2 separate regions of the Xenopus laevis genome follow, and region 1 is linked to region 2. Evidence: chromatin contacts called from public Hi-C data. All regions are on one chromosome and are shown on one strand. Each heading gives the region's core, a stretch centred on a gene start, on an enhancer-like site or on the middle of the called end of the contact. The rest is flanking DNA. Distances are from core to core; before and after follow the strand shown.

Evidence for each region. A called contact is a pair of places that touch in the nucleus more often than the background predicts.
Region 1: a contact with region 2 is called in a Hi-C map of animal cap, with 7 times the contacts expected there. The contact joins the enhancer-like site here to the promoter of dmrta2.S in region 2. A contact is called at or near these places in 3 of 4 Hi-C or Micro-C datasets (the XL177 cell line, the XTC cell line and animal cap).

What each region holds. Positions count from the first base shown.
Region 1 is chr4S:76,020,521-76,026,365 of Xenopus_laevis_v10.1, forward strand. The region is part of intron 7 of faf1.S (Fas (TNFRSF6) associated factor 1 S homeolog); the gene reads right to left. Among protein-coding and RNA genes, the nearest start is that of faf1.S, 50 kb to the right of the region's middle. Within about 2 kb of position 1,256, at least 2 of the 7 cell types and tissues checked have an H3K27ac peak or open chromatin away from gene starts, as enhancers often do. A contact at or near this core is called in animal cap, where this site is marked.
Region 2 is chr4S:75,901,850-75,908,623 of Xenopus_laevis_v10.1, forward strand. It overlaps dmrta2.S (DMRT like family A2 S homeolog), which reads right to left and starts at 4,816. Exons shown (of 2, transcript NM_001095679.1): 1 at 3,830-4,816; 2 at 1,005-2,523. The coding sequence starts at 4,265. The coding sequence ends at 1,646.

The sequences.
Region 1 (5,845 bases), core at 6-2,505, 120 kb after region 2:
ATAATGGGAGAATTTGAGTTTTAATAAATAGCCCACTTAATGGTGCTAAACAAAACAATCACAAAGGCTTTTAAGGATAATCCTAAAACCAAAAGGGGGTTAAGCATGTCTAAGATCCCTGCAGTTAGCCATTAATGTTTATGTTGTAGAATTATACACAGAATCGGATTGTGATTTGGCAAAACTGAGAAAAGCAGTCATATGCTATATTGTGATAGATCCAAGATACCAAGAGTATTTGTAATATAATTCAATCTTTGTTAATGGGGTATATTAGATAATTAACCTAAAACCTAGAAACATTACAAGGCACTGTAGGGCAGATGATTAACAGGTCAATAGACAAACTATTCTTACATGCTTCATATTGAAACAAAATAAAAAAACAATTATTTTAAAAATTACCCTATTACGATTTTCAACCACCGATGCTGTCTATAAATGAAATCAGCATAAGTCCAGCTGCATTACCACTGTATTTCTATTACAAGAAAATATAAATGGCATTTGGTAAAGTGGAGTATAAAACTTTTTTATATATGGCAATCAAATTTTCATTTATACTGGATCTGTCACTACTAATCTACAGGCCCGGATTTGTGGAAAGGCCACCTAGGCCTGGGCCTAGGGGGGCAGGATTTTAGGGGGGCGGTATGTTGCCCAACCGCACCCACATTGGTTCAAAAACACTGGGGATGTGCTGGAGATACAATCATTTTTTAAATTTCCCATGCGCCAATCCTCATTGATGATGAAAATTTGCACAAATAAAGGGGGGGGAACAGGGGTGACGAATGGCAGTGGGCCTAGGGGTGCCCACTATGTAAATCCGGCCCTGCTAATCTATCCCCATTAAACGGTTTATTAGTTGTCTACTACTCGTTTCACCCTGGGTAGGAAATCCTCCATTTAGGACAAAGGATGCCAGCCATGTTTAAAGAGCCCGTTAAATCTCTTTCTTAGTTCGTTTCCAATTATCCATAAGCTTTTAAGGGATGTCCAGTTAAACAAAGAATGCAGATCTGGAACTTTAAGAAACCGTTACAGAACATGGACTTTTGGTTCTTGCCTCGCTCACTGTACAAACCTCTTCATTATTTCAAGGCCTCCGTTTAATCTATCATTAAGATCTGGTGACCCAGAACTAAATATAAAGCAGATCCTTCCTTCCTCCCATGCCCAGTTTCACATGCTTCTCTTGCTGGTGATGCCCTGAAGCATTAGCAGCTCAATGGGGTTCCTCTAATCTCAGCACTGCTCTGTGTATGTGCACTGAGAGCAAGAAATTCAGGTTTTACATCTTTAACTAGAGATCCTCTTGTCCCTTAAGGGAGACAAAGAGAAGGAAAGCAGGGGAAATGGGTATATGAATATAGCAGACATTCAGAAATGTCTGCTTGTTAATAGACTGCATGCATTGCTATGTGGCAGCCCTTGTGTCAGTGCATTTCCGGTCAGCTGGAGGTAGGGCATACAATGCTTCAGTATATACAAACTACACTTTTTGTTTAAAGTAAAATGTAGGATTACAGAGAAAAAGCAAAACAGCTGACTATAATCCTTAGTACAATTATGCCCTTATTTTTCAGTTATATTAATTAAAGTTTTATATTCAAACCAACGTTCGAATAATTCTTTTCTTTACATAAATTCACTTTGTGCTATTTAAACTGAAAGAGTAAAAAAAGGGTATCATTGTGAGGCTTCAATCAATATCAATGAGTTTATATATTCATATATAACTTGGGGTGTTATACAAACACACAAGTAAGACTTTTGCCAATGTTTAACTAAAGGAACACCATCAAATTATTTAATATTATACTTAATTTTTTACTTCCTATATATTTGGACATAATACATCTTTTACCCTTGTCATTGAGGGGCTTACACTTTAAGATCGCACAACCAATTAGTAGGTAGCCTTTGCTCGTCATTTGATCCAAAGCAAATAGTTTATTGGATGTTGTGAGTTACTAAACCATGGCAAACTGTGATCTTCTCATCACAAATGGGGGGCATATTTGTATTTGCATCTGAAATCAATGTGAAATCAATGTGAAATCAATGTTTAGTAAATCTATTAAATAGTTCAGTTACAAAAATTGTTTAAATTCTAAAAAAAAGTTATAATTATTGTAAGAACTAATGGTTACATTTCCTTTTGTATACAGTTGTTTTGTCTTGTTTTAGTGCAGAGTGTGTATCACAGTGCAAGTTGGTGAAGGCAGTTTCCACTCAAACTGTTTCTTGCTTAATAAAAGAATATGTAAAAACTTTCCAATAATCATAAATCAAAGATCTTAAATAATTTGAAGTTATTTGTGAATGAAATTTGCTAGCCTATGATTTTAATGGGGTCTATTACTAGAGATGCACTGAATCCACTATTTTGGATTCGGCCGAACCCCCGAATCCTTCACGAAAGATTCAGCTGAATACCGAACCCTAATTTGCATATGCTAATTATGGGTGGGAATGGGAAAACATTTTTTACTTCCTTGTTTTGTGACAAAAAGCCACATGATTTCCCTCCCTGTCCTAATTTGCATATGCAAATAAGGGTACGGATTCGGTTCGGGTGGGCAGAAGGATTCGGCCGAATCCTGCTGAAAAAGGCCGAATCCCAAATCGAATCCTGGATTTGGTGCATCCCTATCTATTATCTGTTTGCATAATGAGAGAAACTGTAATTTTCCAATAAATATTCATTAAACCTGTTCAGTGGTTTTAAATCATTTGTAAATGCAAACTACAAAGAATGTAGTAGAAGGTAGTTTACCTCCAGGTCTGTAAATCTTCTAGTTTCTGTTATATTGTTACAGGAGACAGAAATAAAAGCATACAGAATATAAACAGTGATACAGACTGTACGACATTTACAAATACATTTAGAACACAGAAATATTTGCAGTGCCTTCAGTGGTATCCCAGTACAGACATGAAATCCAGAATGCTTGGGGTTTGGAATTTTTTTATATTTTATTTTTATAGTCAGACTTTTAAAGGTGAAGATGTAATTTTTTTCAAGACAAATAATTATTAAAGTTTCTCCTGCCGAGAACATGTAATAGGCAATGGCAGATGTCCCGTTAACAATTGGAATATTTTATGAGTTGTGCTGGGTTTCTGAAAAAATTGTAGCTTTCGGGTGATTTTACAAAAAAAAAAAAAAAAAAATTTGCAGGATTTGGGTGTAAAGTCTGACAGAATAGTAAGATTCTGATTTTTATACCTGTGACTTTTTCCGCACAAGAAGAATTTGTGAAAATGTATTGATAAATAGGGGGGGAAAATCTGTTCCGATTTGGTCGGAGTCGATTTCAGAAAATAGTGAGAACTTTTCGGATTTTGATTTATAACCCCCTTAATGTAAAGCACAATAGTTTAGGCTACTAAAAACATCTGAAAATTAAAAATCCTAAGAGGATTGATTTATTATCAACAAGAATCGATGCTAGCTTTAGTTAACATCAGGTACAAAGTACAGTTGTGATTTTAAAAAAAAAGCTAATAATTGAAAAAATTAAGTTTGTTTTAATAGAACATTATGGCAAATATTTCAAAGTATTTCCATAGTCAAGGCATTAATGAACAATGAGGTTCCCATACTTACAATTGTCTCTTTGAATTCTGTTAACCCTTTTCCTTTAACAACACAAAGTGCCCATAAGAAAATGGAATATTAAACTTTTTGCTACAGTTTGACTTTTTTTTATATGACAGGCGTATTTAAAGTGCATGCCAGTGTAACTTTATACAGACAAATCTAGATTAAAATCCATGTGTATCATGGAGAGAAATTATGTTTTCATAGATGTACAATGGTGTATGTAAAACAAAGAAATGTAGTTACATAGAAAACAGAACCTGATGAAATTGTTTCGGATGAGGTTTTAAAGGTTTGAAGCTGAGAACCAAGCAGCACTCATTCGAGCTAGAAATTGGCCATAAAGAATTTGGCTGGAATAAGGGCTGGATGGTTTGAAGAACAATGGAGACTGGTGCCACTGTTTTCTTTAGCATTAAAGTGAAGGGACAAGTTGGTGAAATGCAAATGACTATGCAAATGATATGCCTTTCTAAATAAAAATCAACACAAGAGATTTTCATCCTCACACTGCTAAGCAAACTGATCAGTGATCTGGCCCACTATAGTCACGCTGCTTTAGGGAGCTGACCCTGATCATGGATGTCTCTTTTAGCAATATAAGCTTTACTTAAGCTATCAAGGCCCTATAGGGAACAGCTGACTAGTTAAAGCACATTTCATCCTAGTGGCTTTTAATCCTGAGCCTGGTACAAGAAGCATGGAAGAGTAAGTGGCAAGACTAAACAATAGTGGCTTTACTGAGAACAGATGCTTTTTTCCCTTGCAGCTGTAAAAACTCACAAAAATCCGGGAGCAACGTGTCTGGTCACGGAACATGCACAAATCCCAGCATATGATTTCCCACTCACAATAAATGTTTGCAACGAAGACTCATATGTTTCTCTTAAACAATTACAAGGATTTCTACCCTGGGACTGTGGAAACATGTATTTCTAGAGAAGGCAGCAGCACTTGGCAACATGCTCAGCATTAGAGCAATATCAGAGCTTTTAAGCACCTCCTGGTAATATGTAACATCTTCAGAGCAAGAGGATCTCTATCTGGAAGTACTGGAACTCATTGACGGGAGATAAATGAATCACGCGCAGGACATTAATACATAAACTATAAGGTTTTTACCAGTGTAAACCAAAAATGAGTGACAAATGTAAATCACATAACCATGAAAGAAAATGCCTTTACAGAAGCTTTTAAATAAAAGGAATCCTATTTTTAACTAGAAGTAATAGAAAGCTGCAGTCCTGGTTTGGGTGCTTTTTGAAGTTTGTCCATGATCTGCAACAGATGACCCAGTTATCTAACACTGGGCTCACTATTGTACTTTAATATGCCTTGGTAATCTCCTGTTTTTACCATGTCATATGATGAAATAAGGCCACCAATCCAGGGGCAGCAAAGCATGGAGAACCTCCTCCATGTTTAACTGTAGGGATAATTTTCTTTTTTCTAAAGGCTTAAATTTTTTCTGTAAACAAATCTGCTAATGTGTCCACAGGACATTCTCCAAGAAGCATTTTAACTTGTTCTGGTATGTTTTGGTTAACGCCAGTCATGTGTTTTTGTCAGCATTGGGATCTAGAGTTCCCATTCACTAAGATGGCCATAAATAGTGCAAGCTAATCAAGGTTCTTTTGCAGTTTGAAGAAACCTTCTCTGCGATCTCTGATCAACGTTTCTCTTGCATGCATGTTCAGGGAGACTGACCACAAATCGCTTCCTTGCAGTTTTCTGCTTTTCCTTCTTTTATCCATGTTCAGCCTGGCACACACAGACAGTTTAAACTAAATTATCAAAAAAAATTTGGCAGATCTGGTACATCCTTTTTTTTAAAAAAAAATGCAAGGGTACAAATACCTTTGCCCACAGCTGTATGTATCTATATCATTATCAACTCCACATAGCTTGTATTGTGTTTATAATACCGATGCAAGACAATGCGTTGTAATGTAATTACCCACAGGGCACTAGACAGCTGGGACAGGTCTAGCAGAAGTGTAGAAGAACTTAATAACACTATAAACAAACAATAAGATCTGCTGTTGACATGGTTTGGTTTTGTTCTGCTGTACAGATGAGGTGTCGGACACCAATGTTGATTTCTTTTCTCAGTGGAAAAGTTGGATAAACATTCTGACAGTGTCAGAGGTAGGGGCAGCAGTATTAGAGGAGATATGGGAGAGGTCAGTGAAGGGATCTTTTCCTGACAGTTACGTGACTGTTTTTGAAATAAAC
Region 2 (6,774 bases), core at 3,566-6,065:
TTTTTTTTTTTTTAATAAATTTCGATTGGTTGCATTTCAAGTTCATGAGAGTTTATGGGTTGTTTTAAAAAGTCACATGAATTTAAAATTCAACCTTTGACAAATGTGCCTCCAGTCTATTAAAAAATCTTTCAAACAGAAAATAAACCCAACAGGATTGATTTGCCTCCAATAAGGATTCATTATATATTAGTTGATATCAAATACAAGATAATGTTTTTATTATTACGTCATTTTTTTATTAAAATGTAGTCAATGAGAGATGGCTTTCTCGTAATTCTGAGCTTTTTAGATAATGGGTTTCCAGATAATGGATCTTATAGATGTAGTTCTAAACCCAAGCATTTGGCAAATTAGGGGCCAGCAATAAAGACTAATGACCTCTGTTTTAGAATCAGCAGGAGTTGGTGCAAACAAAAATTATCATTCAATAATTCATGTAAGGGATCTGTTTTCTGGAATGCTTGGAAACTTAGGTTTTCTGGATAACAGGTATTTTAGTAATCAGGAGTATTATTATTTAAGACTACTAAAAACATTAAAAAATCTACTATTGATCTGCCACCAGTATGAATGTATGCAGTGCAGTTACCACCAAATACAAGGTACTGTTTTATTACAGAGAACAGGAAAGTAAAAAAATGTTTGCCTTTCAATAATTGGTTTCTGAATAATAGATTGCATATTAAATGAAAATGAGAAATGCATAGATCTGTGTCTAAAGCTCGGAAGCATTTGTTGGTTTTATGCCTTTATAAATGTATATAAATTATAATCCTGCATTTTATCATGCTTTGAGGAGATATTTGGATTACATATGGATTAATAAATGCCTTTATACAGAGTCTCTAACAATAATAGGTCATGGAAGATCATTTTAATCTAGTAGTGTATGACCAGCATTGCTTGTAACAGTAACTCTGTGCAGGGAGCTGAATATATCCATGAACATATGGAACATTGTGGATAGACAGGTTTCACTTCTAGAGATTCAATCACACCCGTTTTAGAAAATAACATTTATTTCTAACGCTTAGGGAACGGTCACATAAAGGTTTTAACAATTTTCTAAACAATTACACTAACAGCAATAGTTGGAGATTCACCAAAAGGAGGGGGGGTCTGAGTGCTGCACCCCCATTTCTCTCCACATCTGTACACACAGAGCAGTCTCTAGTGCTGCACCTTGGAATGTGTTAGTGCATGGCTCCTTGTTATCATTAAAAAAGGTTCACTTACAAGAATAACTTAGGATCCCAGCTCATAACATTAGAAGTCTATATATTTATATATGTATATATTTATATCACAATGGATTGGGGCTGTGCCCATGCGTATATCCTTAAAAAAAAACAATGTCAACCCTTTTTTAATAGAAAAAGTGCAGTTTGTATTTGTAGTGATTTAGTATTATCCATACCCTCCACATATCCAAAAGCATCATGTTGCCTTGCAGAGAACAGGAATGTCTTTACAGTACTCTACCTCACTAGGTCTTTCTCCAGAATGGGCCTCAGTTGTCTTACTTACATGAGACATTCTTAAGACTTTATGACAAATGTCATCTAATCCCACAGCAATGCTCTGCAATCAAAATCCGAGTCTGCAAAACCAGAGCTGTCATGCCCTTCCTTGTATACTGAATTCATTGTTTTTCAGCATTATTATTGACCACTGGCCCATAGAGTCCATTAGTGTATACCTGGTCCTTATGGACATTGGCTCTGTCCCTCATAAGGTCACTGAAGGCATAGTCCATAGGTGGGCGAAAGCCAAGGGTAGGCATGAATCCAGCTGTTGAGTAAGGGGCCATAAAAGCAAGTCCTCTACTGTGAGCAGAATAGGCCAACCTCAACGGGTTCAACCCAATGTGCCCACCTAGCTGGTATGTGTTTGCTTCAGTGCCAAAGTGTGCGGCATTGGGCTGTAAAGGGGAGAATGCAGACCTGCTCCCTATTGTGCCAATAGCAGGAGTAAGGGCCCCAGCAATAAGGGGTCTGTGTGTGGAGGACACAGAAGGCTGAATACTCTGGAGGGCTCCATCTTTTGACCAGGTCCCTTCACCCTTATCCTGACTCCTGTTGTTCAGTATCTGTTCAATTGCTTGAACCACATCCCCCCCACAACCCTGCAGCACCAGTTCCAGGACGCTCCTCTTCTGAGCGGGGAAGACCCGGGTCAGGATGTTTATGGGGGTCCTCTGCCTGGCTAAGGAGGAAGAACTGGGATCCTGCTCATCTTTTTCAGCATCAGATCCAGATTCTGAGCTCAGGGGGCTGATTAAGCTTGGGCTCTCCTCTCCTTCCTTGAGCTCCTTAGAGATTGGGGAACTGAGCAAGGACTCACCATCCCCATTTTCTGAGCCAGAACCAGGTTGTGCCTCAGGGGATGAGGCACCTGGTGCACTGCCTGACACCGGTTCACTGTCTGGAGACCCCGGTTTCCCCCCAGAAGGCAGCTGAGGAGTCATAGATCTGGGGATGAGGCTCTTTGGGAATAGGTCAAACTTTTGAATCTTTGAATCTGCAAGAGAATGACAAGGAGAGGTCAGTGACAGACAATATAGGGTTCAATACCTACAGCTGGGGACAGAATGGAGTTAAAATGCACCTAATGAATAATTAGAATTGACTAATAGCAAAATACCTTGCAGGTCTCCAGCTACTGTTGAACTACAATTCCCATTATCCACCATAACATTTAGCTTTTAGGAATGCTGGTGGTTGTAGTTATATAACAGCGGGAGGCTGCAAGTTGGACAAATCTAATACAAAGTGTTACTGACACCATCACCTTCCTTACTGTACAGACGGAGGACTGCAATTCCTTTCCAAAAAGTCAAGAAGTATTTGGGGCATAGTGTTGCTTTTTCATTCCCACATTTGGTAACATTTTGTAACCACTGCTCTACTGATTCTCCACTGCACCAGTCGCATCTACACCTGTCGCCCTTACACAAGCTCTCCATTGGGGTCATCTGTATAATAATGAGGGATGGACACACTCTCAACTCCAGGCCGGAATTGAGCAACGAAAATGCTGATATTTTCAAGATCGGACGTGTCAAACGTGTCACTAAAAGATCTGATACAATTATTTTATCTATATATATATATTATCAGTACAGGAATTCGAATATAAAAATTCTACAAATAACCATATCAAGATGACTTCGCTGTATTAGTTGTGTTTGATTTATTCATTATGTGCCATATCTGCTTAATTGTTTGATAAGACGGCGATTTCTCCGCGCGACACAATCGGGCACTCGGCAGTATAGCAGCTGCGGCAGCGACACCGGAAACTCAGCGACTTTATTGATTAGAAATGTAACAGAATAAAAGCGCTGTCTGTGCGACTGTACGTTGTTGTAGTTTGGGACAGTAGAGCTGTCTGACAATACAAAGCGATTACGAAATGACTGAAATTTGGAATCGCCAAAAATCGCTACAATGTTCAAGCGATCGAGTTGCTACTGAAATAAAATCGCATGTACTGGAGTTGTACTCATCTGTCGCTTGCCTGCAATCAGAGGGAAAGCGATGCTCTCAGGTATAGCTCAGGTATTCCTAATAAGCATAATATTCATCATTGAGTACAATAATGATTAATAAGTTAATAGTAAGCATAACGTTAATAATAAATAATAAAATAATATATCTACCCACCGATCCATCCAATTTGTCTAATGAAATCTTTTTAAGAAGTGAAAGATTGCAAGCTTTGGTGGCCAGGGGCCTTTTTTATCTCCTGTTTCAGTAAAGCTTGTTTATGTTTGATAATACACAATGTTAGCGCTTCAGAATATTTGTTAATAAAAAATAATTACCTGTTCCTCCCTCGCCACACAGCGATCCGAAGACCTCGTAGGCTGGCCGGGGTGGGAGGATGCCATTGGCTGCCGCCAGAGCTAGTCCTTCGGCAGTTCCATAGAGCAGCTGCAGCTCCCGGGCCTCGTTTTCCTCCTGGGCTTGCTGCCTGCGGAGCGCAACTTGCGCGGCCATCACCCGCTGGCGCTCCGCGATCAGAGTGCATTTTGCGCACATACAGTCTTTCCAGCGGCAGTAGCGCTTGTGGCCCTTGAGTGCGGACACTACCCCGTGATTCCTGCATCGGGCACACTTGGGGGTGCGGGGATACTTCTCTGCGGCGCGGAGCAGCAACTGGGGGCCACGCAGGAGAGTACCTGCCACGGTGATTGGAAGTGATGGAGCAGAAGTGGGGGTATGAGGAACCTGGGAACTTGGGGGACCATTCAGCTCCATTGTAGAGTTGATCCACTACACCCTGTGCCCCTATAATCCCTTGAATAAATAGCAGGTAAATGTACTGACCCGTCTGTATATCCCAGTGCCCCGATTTATAGTAAGGCACACAAGCTCCACTGACTCTGCACTGACTCTGCGCTACACACGCCGCGCTAAAGTTACAGTTAGTATTAACCCTACACTCACTACTGTGAGCTGCTTTATCCACACAGTCCCATAGACTACCCTTGTGCCACATAAACCTGCGCCCCTCAGTCTGGCGCCAACGATTATTCCATTAGAGTCAGTATCTTTTTTTTAATGCCAGTCCGAGGTTAGATCCAGAACTCACATCACTGAGCAGTGAGCACCCTCCAACCCACGATTCGCCCACACCTGAGGTCTTCTCTAGCACGCTCCTACCCAGAAGCTGCTCCCCTGCACTCCCCGCACTCTCTGAGAGGCCCGACTCCCCTGCACACGTGACAGATCTCAGGCTGCAGGTCCGGCCGCTGTGAAAGTGAAAGGAGACACAGGACAGTCCGGCTCCAACCTCCACGTTACACTCAGTCTCAGCGCAGCTCCTGTGTCTCCACTCGCTGCTCTGTGCCTACTCATTACACACACTTGCACAACAATGTACATCTTGCCATTGGCTACTCAGCGCATTGGCCACTTCCCATTGGCTAATCCCTTCCTGGACTGTGTCAAACACTTGCCTTTCTCAAATAACATTGTATGGAGGGGCCCGGGGCGGATCCCACTGCTAAACAGGCAAGTACTCATTCCTATATCCAGCTCATCCCATGCTTTGTGCATAAATATATACATGCACATACATACATTACATATATATACATGCACATACATACATTACATATATATACATATAGATATAGATAGCACAGATAGTTGCAGAAGAAATACATTTATTGATGCTGCTACAGAATTACTTTGCATTATACATCAACAAATTCCTGCAACGGTTTTCTCTATTATTAGTGTTATATTATTACATACATAATTACATATGTACAAAGGAAAGTGTGAGCTTTCATCACGCCATCCGCTTGCTTTGGGCAAATCGTTGCACAGATAATTGCATTGTAAGACACAAAAACTTTGATTGGAACTATACAGAATGGAGTCAGAGGGATGGGAAATGGTATGTGTCATGTTCGTCTCATCTATCTATCTATCTATCTATCTATCTATCTATCTATCTATCCATCATCTATAATCTCTCTCTCTCTCTCTCTCTCTCTCTCTCTCTCTCTCTCTCTCTCTCTCTATCTATCATTTCTCTCTCTCTCTCTCTCTCTCTCTCTCTCTCTCTCTCTCTCTCTCTCCATCATCTCTCTCGATCGATCTATCTATCTATCTATCTATCTATCTCTATCGATCGATCTATCTATCTATCTATCTATCTATCTCTATCGATCGATCGATCTATCGATCGATCGATCGATCTATCTATCTATCTATCTATCTATCTATCTATCTATCTATCTATCTATCTATCTATCTATCCATCATCTATAATCTCTCTCTCTCTCTCTCTCTCTCTCTCTCTCTCTCTCTCTCTCTCTCTATCTATCATTTCTCTCTCTCTCTCTCTCTCTCTCTCTCTCTCTCTCTCTCTCTCTCCATCATCTCTCTCGATCGATCGATCTATCTATCTATCTATCTATCTATCTATCTATCTATCTATCTATCTATCTATCTATCTATCTTATGTATTACTTGAGTTTTAGGGATATGGGGGAGTGCTAAAATTTGCTACCAGTGTGCAAAACGTTTGTTTGATATGTTTGCAATAAAAACGAAATCGCTTCTATTTTTACTCACACTAGTTATTTCCATCAAATTAAATATACACATCTAATCAGTATGGCATTGTGTCACAAAAAATGGTTCTTCAATGTAAACCGATTGCAAATATGCAAAAGGGAGCCAGCCCACCAAATATATTTTAAATACACTGCAATTCTGAAACCGCGTGGTCTTAAAGCTTAATTTCTGGAGAAAGTAAAACACATTTAACACAAGAACGTAATAATGCAGCACAACAGCCAGTCCCAGGTCTGATAAGGACCCACAGCACTCCCACAAATGCACTCTTTTTAGCCAATGTTTCCCAACCTTGCATTTTCCAGCCGGCTATAAGAGAGAACAGCCCCATTATAAGACGCAGGAACAACTTTGGAGACATGGGCTCTAACCAGATCTATACATGTATATATTTGCCTTGTATGTCCTGATACGTATTTTGTGTATTAGATACATCATTTATATATTGCCTAAGCAGCACATTTACAGCAGTCATTTCATCATGATGTAACAAATACTATTGGCATTTGACTCAGAGGAACAATGCGTTGTTTACCATAAAATGTATACATCGTCTATAATATGAATTTGTAGCAATCGTGTTTGTCCCACTGATCTCCTGAAGTGTCTGTGCGATGCACCTGTTTGTTTCTCTGTGCGATTCTGTCTGCGACGCTTCCCTCTGCGACACTGGCAA